Regions from separate parts of the Oncorhynchus mykiss genome. Here region 1 is linked to region 2. A link is a contact called in public Hi-C data. All regions are on one chromosome and are shown on one strand. Each heading gives the region's core, a stretch centred on a gene start, on an enhancer-like site or on the middle of the called end of the contact. The rest is flanking DNA. Distances are from core to core; before and after follow the strand shown.

What was found. Hi-C and Micro-C count contacts between places; a contact is called where the count stands out from the background.
Region 1: a contact with region 2 is called in a Hi-C map of blood, with 5 times the contacts expected there. The contact joins the promoter of LOC110533644 here to the promoter of LOC110533638 in region 2. A contact is called at or near these places in 2 of 3 Hi-C or Micro-C datasets (blood and liver).

The regions. Positions count from the first base shown.
Region 1 is chr10:30,971,430-30,974,140 of USDA_OmykA_1.1, forward strand. It overlaps LOC110533644 (clathrin heavy chain 1), which reads left to right and starts at 1,264. Exons shown (of 32, transcript XM_036990060.1): 1 at 1,264-1,574. The coding sequence starts at 1,533.
Region 2 is chr10:30,740,457-30,743,156 of USDA_OmykA_1.1, forward strand. It overlaps LOC110533638 (putative RNA exonuclease pqe-1), which reads right to left and starts at 1,328. Exons shown (of 6, transcript XM_036990056.1): 1 at 959-1,328; 2 at 400-733; 3 at 71-201. The coding sequence starts at 1,197.

The DNA of each region.
Region 1 (2,711 bases), core at 14-2,513, 230 kb after region 2:
TATACACAGGGGGGCACCGTTTAGTTGCGGTAATATATGCATGTAGGCAGAGTTATTAAAGTGACTATGCACGTGCCTAAGAACAGCCCTTAGCTGTGGTATATTGGCCATATGCCACACCTCCTCGTAACTTATTGGTTAAGTATAGCCAGCTGCATAGATTCCCTTTGGACTGTAAGATTAAATAACTCAATATCGCCATCTGCCGACTTTTGGGCTAGCATCAAGTCTAGTTGAGGAATAAAGTCTAGTTATAGAAAGTGAGTGGTTTGAAGATAAAGCAAATACACACAATATCGACCAGATAAACAAGTGAATTCAAGAGGCGTACAAAACTCTAATATCATGCTTTTATTATAAGGGCTACAACCCTTTCAAAGCCTTCAACGGTGGGGAACCGGCAGTGGTGGGAAAAGTACCCAATTGTCATACTTGAGTAAAAGTAAAGATACCTTAATAGAAAATGACATGTAAAAGTGAACGTTATCCAGTAAAACACTACTTGTGTAAAAGTCTAAAAGTATTTGGTTTTAAATATACCTAAGTATCAGAAGTAAATGCAATTGCAAAAGTATAAATCATTTTAAATTCCTAGTATTAAGCAAACCAGACGGCACAATTTTCTAGTTTTTTTCCCCAATTTACGGATAGCCAGGGACACTCTCAAACACTCAGACATAATTTACAAATGAAGCATTTGTGTTTCGTGAATCCTCCAGATCAGAGGCGGGGGATGACCAGGGATGTTCTCTTGATAAGTGCATGAATTGGACCATTTTCCTGTCCTGTTTGAGCATTCAAAATGTAATTAGTTATTTTGGGTGTCAGGAAAAATGTATAGAGTAAAAAGTACATCATTGTGTTTAGGAATGTAGTGAAGTAAAAGTAAAAGAAGTCAATATGAATAGTAAAGTACAGATACCACCCAAAACGATTTAAGTAGAACTTGAAAGTATTTTTACTTAAGTACTTTACGCCACTGGGAACCGTAGCACGCAAGTAGGAACTGACGTTCATTCACGAAGACGAATGATGTGGCAAAAATCAAAGGGCGAATCGCAAAGAAATAGTACCAATGCATCCTTAATCGCCGAAATTGTATGCGCCCTTTGCACTACATTTTAGTAATTTTTCTTGGATTGTATGAAAATGAATAGTTTTCAATTGTGAATATTATACATAAAATGCTAATCGTGATTGGAAATTACACTTTTTGAAACATAAATATGTGTATTCCTCCGCCCCACTGAAGTACACTGCCATTTCCGGATTGTTTCTCTCCCGAGCAGCCTCCACCACCGCCATTGAAGGTCCAGTGTGTTCAGTGCAGCGGTATCAGACCGTCATCACTGGGGAAGCAAGTAAACAGCAAAAGGACAATTACAATCACCAGTATATTGACAACACATTGTCATACAAGTCTAACCAATTGGACTTTAAACTAGCCTTTTCCTGGCTGTCCGGCTAGGATCTGAGAAGAAGCCGTAGTGTGTTAGCATTAGGAGAATCGGGAGGAGAGCAAAGGAACCGCCATGGCTCAGATCCTGCCTATTCGCTTTCAGGAGCACCTGCAGGTAACGTTATGTTGAATGAATGGTGATATTTCTGAAAAATTATAATGTATTACTTTCCTCATTCATTGTTCATTAGGATACTAACATAACCGACGAGTTACAAGCATCGCTTATCTCTGAATGAAAATGACCTCAACATAATGTTGGCTGAGTTAGCTAGTTAGCTAATCATGACATCGTCGCCCAGCTCGGTGGGACGCTGACGATGGATGACATTAGTTAACTAGATACAGTAACTATATAGATATCGTTTCTAACTAGCGAGCAAGTTGTCTTACCCATTGGTATGGACGGCGAAGTCGTTAGTAGGCCAATAACTTATTGTTATAGTTGGCTAACGTTAGCTACAATATAGGTAGTTTGCCAACTAACCAGTATGAGCCCAGCTAACGTTAGCTTAGCCTAAATCTACTAGCCAGCTGCTCACGAATGTGTTCTAGCTCGCTACATGAAGGAAATAAATTAATACCAATTCAGCAATAAACCATCTGTCGTTAATTATGATTCCGGGTGTTTATCCGCACGTTATAGCTATCTAAATGTGATGACCATTCAACCCGGATCAAATATTAGTAAGCTAACATTTCCATTTACACCTGTACTTGCCTTAGTTTTGAATAAGCAGGTCTAGCTCAGCCGGCGGTGTGAGGTCACTAGTTAACACCAAGCCTGATAGTCATTTCCCTCAATGTCAGTACTGAAGAATAGGCAACGTTTCATTCTTTCCTTCCCTAACAGTATCATGAATATCCTTTCATTCATGCAGATTAGGTTTAAGTGGGCTGCCTGCCTCATGATTCTTAATGTACTTTCCTAGTTAAATAAAGCATGTCATCAGCAGGTGTATGACACATCTTCACACATAATTAGATAAGGCTTTTTCATGTACTTTTGTATGAATGCATACTGACTAATGATTTTCCATCACAGATACGTTTTATTACTGTTCTGTTAATGAAATAAGTTTAAACTCTTGGGCAGTTTGGCTGTAGTTTATTTTCAGTGGACAATTTATTTATTTTGAACCTTTATTTAACTAGGAAAGTCAATTAAGAACATTCTTATTTACAACGACGACCAAACCCGGACGACGCTGGGCCAATTGTGTGCTCCTCTATGGGACTCTCAATCACGGCC
Region 2 (2,700 bases), core at 78-2,577:
AAAAGCACTGACCATCTCCAGCAATTACAACCTTTTCTTATTTCAAAATGTAGAGCTGTAGAAACCTTACTCTGACAGCGGAGACAGTTCACCTTCCTTATCCAGATATCTGTTTGGTAAAGCTGAAGCTAAAGTCGCTTTTCCTTTAGAGAACTTCTTCAGTGTTTTGACACATCTAAAAAAGCCTCCAATTGCCTTACTCTATTGGAAACAAAAGGGATTTAATGTCAGTGAGACTGAGAAGACATTTAGAAGCATATGACACATTAGTTACCCACAAATACATTAGGCCTATATATGATCCAAATGATAAGTATCAGAAGCTGCACTTTGTTATATTTTATGAAGGATCTTTTTTTTTACAATACGAATTTGACACAAGAAGTGCTGCCTACTTACCGAGAAGGTCACACTATTTAATAGTGGTAGGTGTGTGTTTCTGTAAGCCCACTCTCGACTAGATAGGGGTTTACTTCTGTAAACGCTCCCCAGAAAGGGAAAGGAGTACTTTTTCAGGCCATGCTTCTCTGCTTTCCTCTTGTGATGTTTCATTGCCTGTGAGACCTGCTGCTTCCTTTGGGGAGTGGCAGGTCCATCTTCGTCCCCACTCTCCTCCTCTGATTCTATGGTACATGTGAACTCTGACCTCTCCTTTGAGTGACATCTTCTCACAGACCTCACCACCTCAGACACTGGCACTTGAGTTATGAACAGGCTGTCCCCTGAATCCCTACTGATATATGTGTGAGAAAAGGGAAAAACAAGCATTGCAATGTTCACACTTTTGGTTGTGTTAATTGTAATGTTAATTCAAATAAATTTTTCTTGACATTGTTGTAATAAGCTAGCTATAGGAATCTATTCTGAATGATTCACACATTTATGTAGAAGCATTGCTGAGGGCACAGCACTGACTTTTAACCAATTTATCTGGGTTCATCTTTCCACGTGTGCTTACCTGTCTGCTGAAGACTCAGTGCCATGGTCTGTGACGGGATGGGATAACACATATTTCTGCCCACTGAGAGCAACATCGAAATAATGTGAGATTGTTTTAACGATATCAGGATCGGGGTTCTCCAGAATGATCTGGGATGAATTATCTTCTGCTGCTTCATAAACGCCTTCTGAGTTCAACAGAGTGCGTGTATTATTATTTTCAACTCGTCGAGCTTGCAGGTCACTGACAGAAGCCATGAGGTACAAAAAAAGGTATACCTTTTATCTATTCTACCTGTACACAGCACACGCGGTCATGTTTGGACAAATTCACACAGTCAACCAGGAAGTGAAGCGAGCAGACGTCGTTATATAACGTCAGAGAATATTTGTGGGCCAACCAATGTTTTTCTAGGAGTTCTTCATTGACTCGCGCTGCACGGCTCGTGTACTCTAGCACGCGGCGCCGCGCGGCGAAACACCCCTTCCCATTCATTATCGAGGCTTGTGAAAGCGGTGAGAAAGAGAGTGGGCGGGGGTCCGTTGGGCGCGCGAACTTGGCGTGGTAGGCGGTGAAAAAGACCAGCATTTCCCAATGTTTTATGCAGATCACAAACGCGACCGCTGGGCGATGACCAATCTGTGATCTTCAGTCGCTTGAGGCTTGAAGATGATACATGATACAGAATAGCAGACGTCAGCAAGACTGAACAGTTACTGTTACATGTCCCGAAATTGAAGGAATTGTGTGACGGTAAAAACATATTTAGGAAATTGCGACTTAGTGTATGCATGGATTTGCCGGACACTTGGTTTTAAATGATATTGAACTGTCTGTCTGAGGAAACGCAACCATTCTAAAATTAATAGACAGGGCTATGGGTGCAAGCCAGGACTGACCAGCCAAGATACCAAAATGATATACTGAACAAAAATATAAAAGCAACATTTAAAGTGTTGGTCACATGTTTCATGAGCTGAGGTGCATTTCTGTCTGTAATAAAGCGCTTTTGTGGGGAAAAACAAATTCTGATTGGCTGGACCTGGCTACCAAGTGGGTGGGCCTGTGCCCTCCAAGGCCCACCCATGGCTGCAAAAATCAAATCCATTTTTATTTGTCACATACACATTGTTAGCAGATGTTAATGTGAGTGTAGAGAAATGCTTGTGCTTCGAGTTCCTACAATGCAGTAATAACCAACGAGTAATCAAACCTAACAATTCCACAACAACTACCTTATACACACAAGTGCAAAGGGATGAAGAATATGTACATCAAAATATATGAATGAGGGATGGTACAGAACAGCATAGGCAAGATGCAGTAGATGGTATAGGGTACAGTATATACATATGAGATGAGTAATGTAGGGTATGTAAACATTATATAAAGTGGCATTGTTTAAAGTGGCTAGTGATACATTTTTACATCAATTGTTCCATTATTAAAGTGGCTGGAGTTGAGTCAGTGTGTTGGCAGCAGCCACTCAATGTTAGTGGTGGCTGTTTAACAGTCTGCTGGCCTTGAGATAGAAGCTGTTTTTCAGTCTCTCGGTCCCTGCTTTGATGCACCTGTACTGACCTCGCCTTCTGGATGATAGCGGGGTGAACAGGCAGTGGCTCGGGTGGTTGTTGGCCTTGATGATCTTTATGGCCTTCCTGTGACATCGGGTGGTGTAGGTGTCCTGGAGGGCAGATAGTTTGCCCCCGGTGATGCGTTGTGCAGACCTCACTACCCTCTGGAGAGCCTTACGGTTGTGG